Regions from separate parts of the Mus musculus genome. Here region 2 is linked to region 1. A link is a contact called in public HiChIP or PLAC-seq data. All regions are on one chromosome and are shown on one strand. The core of a region is the stretch at or near the end of the contact, and the rest is flanking DNA. Distances in the headings are between cores, read along the strand shown. Region 1 holds the start of Psmd3 (proteasome (prosome, macropain) 26S subunit, non-ATPase, 3). Region 2 holds the start of Grb7 (growth factor receptor bound protein 7).

What was found. HiChIP or PLAC-seq counts read pairs in DNA pulled down with a chosen protein or histone mark.
Region 2: an H3K4me3 HiChIP or PLAC-seq map of embryonic stem cells shows a contact between it and region 1, with 25 read pairs. The contact joins the promoter of Grb7 here to the promoter of Psmd3 in region 1. A contact is called at or near these places in 6 of 39 promoter capture datasets (cranial neural crest, embryonic stem cells, liver and 2 more), 7 of 484 Hi-C or Micro-C datasets (CD8 T cells, embryonic stem cells and nephron progenitors), 14 of 115 datasets of contacts at active chromatin or transcription factors (the SCID.adh cell line, bone marrow-derived macrophages, cardiomyocytes and 8 more) and 2 of 9 other capture datasets (liver and pancreatic islet).

The regions. Positions count from the first base shown.
Region 1 is chr11:98,678,391-98,685,409 of GRCm38.p6, reverse strand. Psmd3 (proteasome (prosome, macropain) 26S subunit, non-ATPase, 3) reads right to left here and starts at 2,856. Exons shown (of 12, transcript NM_009439.1): 1 at 2,473-2,856. The coding sequence starts at 2,680.
Region 2 is chr11:98,443,516-98,450,534 of GRCm38.p6, reverse strand. It overlaps Grb7 (growth factor receptor bound protein 7), which reads right to left and starts at 3,701. Exons shown (of 15, transcript NM_010346.2): 1 at 3,286-3,701. It also overlaps a transcript of Mien1 not described here.

The DNA.
Region 1 (7,019 bases), core at 1,607-4,106:
AAGGGGGTGGCGTGTACATTTACCCTTTTTGGCCCAATAGGGCTAAGCAATATTTGTGGGTGAGGCACACCAATTTTCAGATATACCAGGAAACAAGGAAAAAGCTAGCTGGGCAGGGATAGGGCAGAGGTCAGCAGGAAGGCCTAGAAAAGAAAACAGCTGAGAAACAAAGTAGAAGAAACTCATGGAGATTCACCAGAGCTCAAAACATGGGGAGGCTTTGTAAATAATGGAGAACTCTCACACAGGGACGTCACACCACGAGTGTAACCACAAAAAAGCCTTCTGAAAAGAAACACGCAACGATACAACCGGACTCACATCTCATTTCACAAAGAGTTTCTGTAACCAGGTAAGAGAAACTACTGCCATAACTTCAGAACAAAAGTGGACGTGGACACAACCAGGGATGGCAACGCGCCTAAAGACAGGAGGACTGTGCTTTGGTGGCATTCAAAAATCTAAAAACAGAACCATTTTTATACTCATAAATTAGCAATATTTAAAAGAGTGGCAACCTAAACAGTAGGGAAAAGAACATTTATTTGTAAGTCAGATTTTTTAGGACAATATAAAAAACTTTAGAACTGGGGTGTAAGGAGATGGCTCAGTGGTTAAGAGTATCAGCCACTCTGTCCAGAGGCCCCGCTCCCAGCACCCACATGGTGGCTCACACTTGCCCATAACTAGAGTCCCAGGGGATCAGATGACCTCTTTTGGCCTTGGTGGGCACTGCACACAGGTGGTGCATTTACAAACATGCAGATAAGATACTCACACTCACATACACACACACTGAAATTCAAACATGTTTACCCTTTTTGACTTAGGTATACAAATTCTGGGAAGCCATATTTAAGTAGTTACAAAAGTAGATTGAAAACTTTGGAATAGTGAGGACTGCAAAACTACTTAAAAGAGCAAGAAATGAGAAAAAAGAAGAACTTAGATGTGCAGCAGTTAAGAGAATGCTCTGAGTCTCACTGCCCACTTAACAACGGGTGCTTCGCGTGTGACAGTAACTGCTACAGTTACAGCGACTATGTATGGAGGGCCCACCATGTATTTCTATCATGTGCTAGCACAGCTCATGAGCTCCCATGTTCACAATAACCCAAACAAAACAGCTAATGCTATTAATTCACCCACACAAACAGGGAAACGGATTCTGGACTTTATATAATCTCCATCACTATACTAAGTAGTCAACAAATGCTTCTTGCATAAGTTGAACCCTATGTTCATGGATGTATTAAATGAAGACAACAAAAAGAAAATGACAATATCTTTACATACGAATGCCCTGATCCAAATTGAATACTTAAGTGATTTCAATTATGGAGCAGTTTGAAAATACACGAGGAAATATGTCAACTCTGGTTAAAAGTTTCTCCCTGTTGCTTTAAAATGCTCACATGTTCCAGAATTTCTACAGTGAATACAAACCATGAAATATTTCACGATGCTGAGTGACATTTCTGCCACTGGAAACTTTTATTTCAGGAAAGAAGACCTTTACTGTATACAGATCTTGTTACCAAGTTTAGAATGGGAGTTGATGCAGTCTATACATACTTACACTCAAAAGTACAACTCAGGGCATGACTTGGCCTATCACCATGTTTTAAAGTAGTTTCTCGTGCAGTTGAGACACACACACACACACACACACACACACACACACACAGAGAGAAAAAACTACAGATCACCCGGAAAAGTCTCATCGCGCGCACATGGACAAGATATACTAAGTGGAAAAAGTAAAAGAGCAACTTAAGCGGGACAAGGGGACAATAGGAGCCTGAGAACGGGTCTCTGGTGTTGGCTTATAGGAGTCGGGGCCACAGGTAGGCATTATAAACTAAAAGAGAAAGAAGGCAGGGGTGGGGGGGGAGGGGGTCTGATTCAGAAGTAAAAGCGTGCGTGTGCTTGAACTCTTTAGGAAAGGAGGGGTAAGGTCCTTAAGAGAGTGGAAAAGTGCACCGGGACTTTTAGTTTAGATGCTTCAACTACAGAAGGAAGGCAGAAGGTAGAAATGGCTCTCCGAGGGAGTTTGCTAAAGGAGCCTAGAGCTACAGAACCCATTTTTATAAACTCTTAAACTAAGAGGCTAGTGTAATCTGTTACCCTGGTTTCTCTAGACACAAATACAAATGCTACTTTCTACATAGCAATAACAGGCGCTAGAATCGGTCGGATGGAGTAGATCACTGGGAAGGACTGAAGAAAAGGCTCGGTGAGACTAAGATGCAACCCCAGAGGAGGAGAGCAGTCCGCAGACTGGAGAACAGGTTCGGTCATCGGCTGGGGTCGAGGGAGTCAGGGTGGTTGGGCGGGCACTTCTGACCCCAGCTCCATTGACCGAAGGAACCAAGGTAGGTGGAGGCTACGCAGAGGTCCCAGCAAGAAGTCGCATCACCCTGGCCGCTGTCACCGGTGATCGCGGCACGACCCCGACGTGGGCTCCCGTACCTTCTAAGGTGACAGTGTCCAGCTCTCTCTGGGAGTGCTCGGTCGCAGCTGCCTTGCCGTCTCCCTCCCCCGTGGAGCCGCTCCCAGCTGCTGCCTCCTCTTTCATCTCCACATCCTGGGGGGCCGGTGGCGGCGGTTCTTGTTCCCCTCCCGGCGGCGGCTTTGCCTTGTCGGCGCCTCGGCGCCGCGCCGAGCCCTCCTGCTTCATGGCGCCCGGGGTCGAGGCCTAGTCCGGGGACCGAAGCAGGGGCCTCGCGTAAACCCTCACACCAGAGACCAGGCACAGAGCCGGGCCTGCACACCAGCGCGGGCTCGCGTCGGGCCGCACGATGACCGAGCAGCTGCAAACTCCTTCCCGGCGCTGGGGCTTCTGGGAAATGCCAGGCATGGCGAGCAGATGGCCGAGTCCAGGGAGGGAAAATAAATCAACAGCCGAGGTGCACGATGAAGGCGGATCTTCTAGGAAGTGGGAGGAGTCTTCAAGAAACGATGAAGGCGGACCTTCTAGGAACTGGGAGGAGTCTGCAGGAATTTGTGGGACCTGAGAGTGGTGATTTTATCTTCCTCTCTAGTGTACATCTTTGGATGTCCGCGAGAGGTCACTTTAGACTCCAAGCTGGGCTACAACAGACTCTAACATGTAAGTGGGTAGGACCTATCGGAGCTCAGATGGGGATGACATCATGAGTTGCCGGGCAGATTCCTCTCCACCCCCCTAACCCCCGCCCCGGTCAAGCTCTCCCAGTTTGCGCGGGTCAGGTCCCCAATGAAATCCGCCAGGCTCGTGCTCTCAACGCCCGCCAGATGCTTCCAGCACCAGAAAGAAAAGGAGCTTGTGGACGTGTAGCTAGGCTGTTTGGCTTTCGATAAACTGAGCTCAACCCCCAGGGCATCCGAACTTCCTTGTCAAATTTTTGTATAATGCTGAGTATAAGGCATACCTTCTCTGCAGCCTGGGAATGTGGGGGTCGTGTGTATTTGTGTAGAATTAGTCAAATTTAATAATAGGAGTCCACGTTGTATACTGCTCAGGGCCAGTATATATAAGATTGTTGAAAAACCCAACATGCCCAGCGTGGTGGTGCATGCCTTTTATCCCAGCACTCAGGAAGCAGAGACGGGTGGGTTTCTGTGAGTTCGAGGCTCAGCATGGTTTACAGAGTGAGTTCCGGGACCACCAGGGCTACACGGAGAAACCCTTTCCCGAAAAAGTAAACAAACAAACAAACACCAGCTCAAGAATGTAATGTAGGGCTAGGTGTGGTACATAATTTTAATCTCAGTGGTACACAACTTTAATCTCAGCACTAGGGAGATCTTTGAGTTCAAGGCCAGCCTGGTCTACATAGCAAGCTCCAGGACAGCGGGAACTACACAAAAAGACCCTGTCTCCAAAAAAAGAAAAAAAAAAGAAAGTAATGTTGAGGGGGTGGTGAGATGGCTCAAGTGAGTAAAGGTGCTTGCCAAGTATGAAGACACGAGTTTGATCCCTGGGTCCCATGGTAGAAGGAGAGAACTGAGTCTCACGCTTTTCTCTGACCTCCATAAGCATGCTGAGGCTCGAGTTCCCCTCCCCCATAAATAAATGCTTTTTTTTTTTTTTTAAAGGTTTTTCTGTATTGCCCTGGATGTCTGGGAACTCACTCTGCTTCCCAAATGCTGGAATTACAAGCATTTGCCACCACTACTAAGCATAAATGCTTTTTTTTTTAATTAGATATTTTCTTCACTTACATTTCAAATGCTATCTCCAAAGCCCCCTATATCCTTCCCCCTTCCTGCTCCCCAACCCACCCACCACAGCTTCCTGGCCCTGGCATTCCTCTGTACTGGGGCATATGATCTTTGCAATATCAAGGGGCCTCTCCTCCTATTGATGGCCAAGTAGGCCATCCTCTGCTACATATTCAACTAGAGACACAAGCTGGGGGGTGGGGGTACTGGTTAGTTCATATCGTTGTTCCACCTATAGGGTTGCAGACCCCTTTCGCTCCTTGGGTACTTTCTCTAGCTCCTTCATTAGGGGCCCTGTGTTCCATCCAATAGCTGACTGTGAGCATCCACTTCTGTTTTTGCCAGGCATTGGGCTTTTTTTTTTTTTTAAAGAATGTAAATTTGGTGGTTTGACCTTGCTTGACCCATAAGGAGTGGCACTATTAGGTGTGGCCTTGTTGGAGAAAGAGCTTCACAGTGGGGGGGGGGGGGGCGGGGGCAGGGTTTGAAGTCTCCTAGTGCTCAAGCTCTGCTCAGAGTGGAAGAGAGTCTCCTCCTGGCTTGGCTGCCTTCTGATCAAGATGTCTTGGTGTCTTCGGCCCTTCATCTGCCTGTAAGATGCCATGCTTCCCACCATGATGATAATGGACTGAACCTCTGAAATGGAAAGCCAGCCCCAATAAATGTTTGCCTTTATAAGAGTTGCCTTGGTCATGGTGTCTCTTCACAGAAAAATAAAACCCCAACTAAGACAGTAATATACCCCATCAGGCACCATGCTGCACTCCAGTAATCCCAGCACTTAGGCCGAGGTCAGCCTAGGCTACTGTGTGAGAACTTGCTGCCCTCTCCAAAGCTCAAAACAACTGGGCTGGCAAGATGAGTCAGTAGGTAAAGGTGTTGCCACAAGCCTGTGGACACCTGAGTTCCATTCCTGGAAACCTGGTAAAGGTGGAAGGAGAGAACTGAATCCATAAAAGTTGCCTACTGACCTCCACAAGGGGGCAGTGGCATGTGACAACCACTCATTGTCATCATCACCATCACCATCATCACCATCACTGTCATTATCCTCATCACCACTACTACCATCTCAACCACCACCATCATCATCACCACCACCACCATCATCATCACCACCACCACCATCATCATCACCACCATCACCACCACTACCATCATCACCACCATCATCTTTTCTAAGTGGAAACAGCAAGGGATGTGTCACAGAGCCCTTTAGAGAAAGTTGACAGTCTGCACTCTGTTCTCCAGTGCACTGAGGGGATGAAGGGTGAGAGTGGTGGAGCCTCTGCTGCAGAGCAGGGCAGCGACCTGAGGAGACCTTTATATATCCAAACACCTGTGAGTGGGAGCAGGAGGATGCCCTTTGTGGTGGAGACATGAATAGAAGAAAACTAGACTGGGAAGCCTTCCTGTCTTTCCCACAAGCATCAGTTTTGAAGATACAGCGGTCAGTTTCTCAAAGCACAAAACAAATTTCCAGCACGGAAACTTATATAAACAAGATCCCAAGTGAGTCTCAGAGCTGGGACTGGCTCAGCTCCCACTCTAATAAGGACTCAGAAGACAGAGGATGCGTCTTGCCTATACTCTCTTCTGTATTTATAAATACTCAGGACATCTTGCTTCCTTTGTGTGTTTGCTTTAAGACAGGGTCTCACTAGGTGGCCCAGGCTGTCCTGTAACTCAATGAAACTTGCCCTTTGCCTCAGAGTTCTGGGGCGAAAGGGAGTTAGATCTTTATCTGCCTCACTACACCTGGCTATAGCTTCTCTCTCTCTCTCTCTCTCTCTCTCTCTCTCTCTCTCTCTCTCTCTCTCTCTCTGTCTCTCTCTGTCTGTCTCTGTCTCTGTCTCTGTCTCTGTCTCTCTCTCTCTCACATACACACACACACATTTGGTTTTTTGTTTGTTTGTTTGTTTGTTTGTTTAGAAATGAGGTTTTTCTATGTAGCCTTGGTTGTTCTGGAACTTGCTCAGTAGATAAGTCTGGCCTCGAACACAGAACCACCTGCCTCTGCCTTCCCAGCGCGGGGATTTAAAAAGTGGCCTTCCTGTGCCACCACTGCCTGGCTCTTTTTAAAATTATCATTATTTTATGTTATGTGCGTGGGTGTTTTGATTCCATGTATGTCTGTGTGAGAGTGTTGGATCCTTTGGAACTGGAGTTACAGGCAGTCGTCAGCTGCCATGTGAGTGTTGGGAGTTGAACTTGGGTCCTCTGGAAGAACCACTCTCCTCTTAACCACTGAGCCATCTCTCCAGTCCTGCATATCTTTTAAAAATTACGTTTATTTACTTATTTAGTTGAGGTGGGGGGCACTTTTACCACGATGTACGTGTGGAAGGCAGGAATTCTCTCTTTCCACCATGTGGCGTCTGGCAGTTGAAGTCAGGTCACGAGGCTTGGCGGCAGCAAGGGCCTTTACCTGCTGAGCCACCTTGTTGCTGTCCCTACTTGCCTTTTCAATTATTTTTATTCTATTGTGACAAATAACTCTCTGTGTTAAATAGCCACTTGCCAAACAGAAAGGTGTGCTCTAGTTTTGGGGCACACACCTGGACCTGTTCATCTAAGTGGTCCTCTCACCCCACCCCTCAGAGCTGGGGGGACACAAAACAGAGCACAGGGATGAACTTAGTAAAGCACCCACATGGGACATGGGGGACTGTGGTTGTGTGGGAACGGCCAAGGGAGAAAACAGACCAGCTTTGCTTTTCATCCTTCCAATCAAAGAAGTTACCCTTCTGGATGGTTGAGGTGTTAGCTCATCTCTCATTAAGTTTACATCACAAGGAGACAAGTCAGCAGAG
Region 2 (7,019 bases), core at 2,452-4,951, 240 kb after region 1:
CCGTGCCTCACGCCCCTTAGCTACAGCCACTGGGCCAAGGCAAAGGTTGCTTATTTTACTGGGCTCTGTCCCAGATTTTCCAGGCGCTTTGTCGTTCGGTACCTCATTGCCAGATGCGGTTGTCAAGCCTGTTGTGGTAGCACCTGGCTGCGTGATGAGTGATACCGAGAGAGGGGGGTGGGGAAGAAGGGCAAGAATCAGGAGGGCAGGACAGTGTGCTCAAGTTGTGGTGGGAGCAGAAGGCCTAGCAGAAGCCTCAATGCTAAAGTCACCTCCTAGATAAGAGAAATCCTCTTGGCCTTGCCACACTCAGCCCTGAGCTGGGAACTCTGCCCCCATTACTGTGCACCTGTCTTAGCCTTTCCCTGGTCTGAAAGCACCTGGCATACACACCAGAGTGTCACCTATGCCTTAGCGCCCACGGGTACAGAGACAAGTGAGGACAGGAAAGACCGGGCAAAGAGATCTTGGGATGGGGGAGTTCCAGCCCCTACTCTGCAGGAACCAGCAAACCCTTGGTGCTGAGCTTGGCAGGGCTCAGACAAAATGCCAATCCCAGCAGCCTGCCTATTCTCCAGACATCCTCACCGGGACTGTGAGGCTACCCAGGACACCCAGGGTTCCCTCCACCAGGGTTGACCCTTCCATGAGGGCATGAAGGGATCTGGGGGACAGGTGAGTCAAGGCGGGGCGGGACAGCTATGCCCCAGGCTCTCCATTCAACCTTGACTCATCCACAGGACTTCCTGGCTAAGAAGGAGCACAAACAACCTGCCTCTGCCTTCCATCCCTGACTTCCCAACCTACAGGTAGCCTGGGAGTAAGGGGTGCGGGCTGGGTAGAGATGAAGATGTGAGGAGGGGCAGCCTGAGGCTCCTCTGAGGTCACCCTCCCCACCCTTGGCCAGTGTCCAGCTCAGGTGGGAATAATCATCTACCCACCTCTAGTCCTGAACCATCTCCCTGCCCATAGCCCAGGAAGGAGAGAAGAAACGCCCGGCCTGGATCCAGGAGCCTATCAGGATTGGAGCCCACCTCCTGGTGATAGACAAGCAGCATCCAGCCCTGCCTGGCCTGGGTCTGGAACCTACAACTCTGTTTGCTGTTAACTATCCCAAGATATATGATGGTGATTGTATATCTAGTCCCAGGGATTGCTCTGTGGGAGAGGGTCTCTAAACACACTCTGGGGTGTCCTGACCTGAGGGGTATCACCAGGCAGAAGTGGAGTTAAAACACCCAAGAAGACAGGCAGGCAGGCAGCAAAGCACCCCCCAGGACAGCCAAGAAGAGCAAGCAAGACCCATCTGACACTTAGCATCCTCAAGACACCAAGCAAGGAACATCAACACCGGGCACCCACTCCCACTCACCTAATCTCCTTTTTCAAGCAGAGGTGGGAGCATCAGCAAGGGTGCCCCTCCCTCAAATGGAGAAAACAACACCCAGTTAGACAGGTGTTTGAAACGGGAGGAAGTAGATTGAAGTCAGATTACAGTCTGATGTTAGAAGCTCAGGTGCAGGCTAAACTAGGGTTAGCTTCCAGATCCCTCCACCACACCCTTAAGATGGACAGCTCTAGGGGACGGTAGAGTAACTAAAATTTGAGATGAGGCAGGGGAGCCTGCTGTGGGGCCTGCCCAAAAGATGGAAAACATTCAAACTAGGGCCTAAGCAAAGGTTCCGTTGGAGAAACTGGTCCCCCAACCAATTTGTCCTCTCAGCTAGGCCACTCCAAACTCTGGCTCTCCAGCCCCAGCAGCTCCTGCCCCACCCTCTCTCCTACCCTCCCTGCTGCCTTGTTTACTTCCTGAATCTTGCCCCACCTAGAAAGCCCCAGGGGCGAGTGGCAAGGCCTAATGTTTGGGGCCAACTGCAAACAAGGCCACCATCTCCTCTTCCCAAGATGAGGCGAAGGGTTCGTGGGGCAGACACTGAGCTGCTGGCCTGGGCAGCCTGAGATCCGGCTCTGGACCAGCACAGGAAGCTAACACCCATCAGGACTTGGGGAGGGAAGTGGGGGGGGGGGGGGGCTTAACCTTTCCGGGTACCGGGAGCAGGTGGGGAGGTAGGAAACCCTGAGTTGACCCAAAGTTGATGCTCCACCCATTCCGCCGGGGTTGGGGGGGGGGTGGGAACATCCAATGAAATAAAGCGGGCGGGACAACTCTTTTAATGTTTAATTTGGGAAGAATGCTAGAGTTCTCTGTAGAGTTAATCATTAGTTTGCCTTCGGGGAGAACACAAACACACACACACACACACACACACACACACACATTAGCACGCGCTATTGGGGGAGAGCAGAGTCCAAGCTAGACAGACTCATGACCCAGAAGGCATTGCATTCTTGGGGGGAAAAGAGGGAGAAAAGGTTGAAAATACTATCAGCTGTCCCTCAGATGCACTCTGTCTCCATCCTACCATGAAAACCCAGACCTAACTAGGTCTTTCCCCCAACTTCAGCCTCAGGCAGGCCCACATACCCGGCCATACACTGTTTTCCAGGCCCCGAACTGCAGACCTTCACACTACACCCACCCCTCTAGCTTTCTTTGTCCACACTCATTTGCAGCCAGGAGGGATCCGCAGCCTGCTGAGCTTCCGTATCGGAGATGGGACCACAACGTGGAGAGATGCAGTTCCAACCATTGCGGGAGTCGCTCTCCCTTACTCCCCTCCGAATGGGAACCCCAGATTGTAGTAAACTGAGCTCAATAAGGTATTGAAGGGCAACCTCCGGATCTAGCACCCCCTACTAACTGGTGTTGGGTAAGAACTAGTTTTAGCCGGAAAGTCAAGATTTCAGGTGATGGAGAGACCTTACCTCGGGTCTCAGGGAGCAAGATGAGGAAGGGGAAGGATTGGTGATGCCAAGCAACAAACAAAACAAACAATGCAGCGCAGAGAGCATCAGGAGTGTGACTCTTTCCTTAGGGACCCAGACCTAACTTGCATCCCATCCCATCCCATCCCATCCCCCAAGATGAAGTTCCCGCTTCCGCCTTTACCCAGACCATAGCTCACCTGCCTGAGGCCACCGGTTTAGGGAGGAAGATTCCAGGCCTTAACTATCACCCACCCCCCTTCTCCCCCACCCCCACCCCCACCCCCCGCCTCTGGCCTGACCTCGCCGAGAGAGGGCGGTCAGGGGGGAGAGCGTGGCAGCCTCCCGGCCATCTAACTGGGCAGCAGGCCAGATCCGCTCGATGCAGGCACAACCTGGGGCCCTCGGTGAGGCTGGGGGTAGGAGCAGATTATCTAAGACCGATCTCGGTCGGCTTACCTGGAGCACCTCCAACAGAAGGAGCCGGACACCCGGCCCAAAGTCTGGCTCTGTCTAGAGATCCCAGACACTTAGATTTGATTTCGAATCCTTTCTCTCTTCTCTACAGATGGTAGAAAGGCTATCCCGCCTTTGGAATGTTGAGGCGGGAGAATATAGAGCGAGCCCTGCGTATCCAGATTCCAGGCCCAGGGAAACTAAAATTATCTCGGGCAGGTAAGGGCGGAGCCTGAGAGGCTCCCTGGAGAAGGAAGCGCAGGAGGAGGGGTGGAGACTCCTCACAATGCACCGCCTCGAATTGCTCTTGCCCTTCCTACTGAGCAGCAGGTGCTAGGAGAGAGGGAGAGAGAGAGAGAGAGCAGGTGCCCCGGAGAGAACAGGCTGGACAGAGAAAAATCTAGAATCCTGACTACATGGGAAGGGGAGTTTGGAGGCTGTTTGTTAAACGCGAATGGTCCCGCCCACTCCTACTCGTCCCATTCCAATGATGGTCAGTTCATTGGTCAAGCTAGGGGGCCGTCTTCAGCTCGGATCTCACCCCCTAGGGCAAAGGGCACTGGGCTTAAAAGGGAAGCCAGAAGAGGTGCTCTGCCCTTTGACCTCCAACCACAGTCCAGCCGCCCAGGCTGTTGTCCTGGCCCTGCTAAAATACCCAAGGTGCACCCTCTCTTCCGAGGCAAGTCCAGGGTCTCACCTTCCTAGTTTCAAGTTTAAGAGTGGCAAGGTGGCCTAGTGGGAGGGGCCACAGTTCTGGTGACCGTTGTGGCCTGATGCAGATGGCTTCTATTACAGCAGTTACTCCAGCTTTCTGGTTCAGCTCACAGCAAACATTGGAGGATCAGGAAGAGGGGTTGAGAGTCCCCAGATCAAAGGCAGCGGGCCACCTCCCAGCTTCCTATGGCTAAGAGTTAAGAAAACAAACAAGCCACTGGGGCGATAAGGGGTCTGCCCTGAGGAAGCACAGCCTCCCTTAGCTTTTCCGCTTGAAAAACTAATGTGGAAAGCCACCGTGGAAGTGTGTGCCTTTTAATCCCAGCTCTCTAGGGGCAGGGGCAGGTGGATCTCTGTGAGTTCGAGGCCAGCATGGTCTACATGGACAGTGAGGACTGTACAGAGAAGCCCTGTTTCAAAAACAGAGTGACGACAGACAGACAGACATCAGACAGACTAGTATGAATAGAGCAAAGCAAAAAGGTGAGGAAGGGGCAGGTTGCTTGGGCCAGGAAGCAATTTGAACAAATTGCAGGAGACAATTTCCTCATTTCCAACCTAGCAGACCTGTGCTTGGCGCTGGGTATACAGAGCAAAACAACAAAAACAGACCCGCCCTTTGCTGGCTGCAACCCAGTCGGGGAGACTGACCTTTAAGAGTCACACAAATAAGAAATGACAGGTGACAAGTTTGCCAGGTGAGTGACTCACAGGAGGCAGGGAAGGCCATGAAAACAAAGCCAGGGAGGACCTGGCAGTGAGTGGGAACCAGAGGGGTTAACCTGCCATGGTGGACCCCCAGTGTGGAGAAGCAGCTGCTGGGAGGGAATGCAGAAGAGAGTGGGGGTGGACAGGAACGGAGGCCATCAGGTAGTCTGGGCAGGTCTTGCAGGTACGGGAGGGGTGGAGGGAAAACACTGCAGCTCTTAAAAGGGGGGAACACAGTCTCTTAAGCTGCTCTGGAAAGAGCAGACCCGTGGGCCCCTCCTCAGCTACCAGAGTCTCAAAGCACTGAGGAGGCAGAGCCCCAGGAATGTGAGATATTGACAAGCCCTCAGGTGGCTGTTTTGCAAACCAGGTTTGAGAGCCATCCATCCTGTTTGTCCAGACTGGCAGGAGGAGTGGGCAGAAGCCAGACCCTGCCAGGAGTGCAGGGCTGCACTCTGAAAAAAGATCACTATGTAGAAGGCTGAGCTGGAGGAAAGCCAGACTCCAGCTGAATGAGTGATATTCTCTCTCTCTCTCTCTCTCTCTCTCTCTCTCTCTCCCCCTTCCCTCCCTCCCTTCCTGTCTGTCTGTCTGTCTGTCTTTTGTTTTTCAAGATAGGGTTTTTCCCTGTAACAGCCCTGGCTGTCCTGGAACTTGTTTTGTAGACCAGGCTGGCCTACAAAGATGCTCTCGAACTCACAGAGATCAGCCTGCCTCTGCCTCCTGCCTCTCTAGTGGTGGGATTATTACAGTCATGTGCCACCATGCCTGGCTCCATTTCTTTCTTTCTTTCTTTCTTTCTTTCTTTCTTTCTTTCTTTCTTTCTTTCTTTCTTTCTTCCTTCCTTCCTTCCTTCCTTCCTTTCAAGGATCTTTATAATATGTGAGTACACTGTAGCTGTCTTCAGACACCTCAGAAGAGGGCATCAGATCCCATTACAGATGGTTGTGAGCCACCATGTGGTTGCTGGGAATTGAACTCAGGACCTCTGAAAAAAAGCAGTTAGTGCTCTTAGCCACTGAGACATCTCTCCAGCCCTCCATTTCTTTTACAAAGACTTCTGTTTTTATTTATGTGCACATGCCTCTGTGTGTAGGTTCCTGCAGAGGAACTTGCCAGGTCTCCTGCAGCTGGAGTTACAGGCAGTTTGGACCTCCAGAAGAGCACCAAGTATTCTTAGCCCCTGAGCCATTTCTCTCCAGCCCAGGGATTCCATCCAGAACAGTGGTTCTCAACCTTCCTAATGCCGCAACGCTTAACACGGTTCCTCATGTTGTGGTGTTCCCCAACCATAAAATGATTTTTGTGGCTACTTCATAACTGTTATTTTGCTACTGTTGTGAGTCATAATGTAAATATACATTTTCCAATGGTCTTAGGCAACCCTTGTGACAGGGTCATTCAACCTCCACCCCCATCCTCACCCCCACTCCCACCCCCACTCCCACCCCCAGCCCTCAAAGGTCAAGACCCACAGGTTGAGAAACACTGATCTAGAAGTAGGGCTTTGAGAACAGGGCAGGTGGAGAACTGATCTGAGGTCCCAGGGAGGAGACAAAAGGAGCTAGCAGTAGGGGACATGGGTTTGTAAGGACTTGGGAACCATTCTGTCTGGAACCTTAGGATAGATGTATAAGGGTCATGCCAAAAGAGCCATGAGGGATTCTGGGAACGTTGCATGGTGGATTCTGGGAATGAGAACTCATAGCATCAAGGTTGGCAGCAGGTGCCTCTAATGCCATAGCTTTCGTGTCCACCAAGGGTGAACTTTAAATATGTATAAGTTAATTAAATTTAGGATCAAAGTCACCACAAGCTGAATGTGTAATCCCAGTGCTGAGGAGAGTTACAAGTTCAAGGCCAGCCAGAGCAAGAGCATCTCTACCAAAAACTGTCAAGATAAAAGGCACAAGAGCAGGAACCAGGTCACTGATGCTCCTTGCCTTATGATGCTATTACATCTGGATAACTTAGTTTTGGGGACTGGAGAGATGGCTCAGAGGTTAAGAGCACTGGCTGCTTGCTCTTCCAGAGGTCCCAAGTTCAATTCCCAGCACCCACATGGTGGTTCACAACCATCTATAAAAGGATCTGATGCCCTCTTCTGGCATGCAGGTGTACATGCAGCTGAGCACTCAGACAATAAAGTAAATAAATAAAAGTAAATAAATAAAAGTAAATCTAAAAAAAAAGTGATTAAGAAGACGAACCTAGTTTTTGGTCAGGTGGTGATGGTGCATGGCTTTAATTCCAACAGTCCAGAGGCTAAGGCAGGAAGATTTCTGTGAGTTCAAGGCCAGCCTGATCTACAGAGC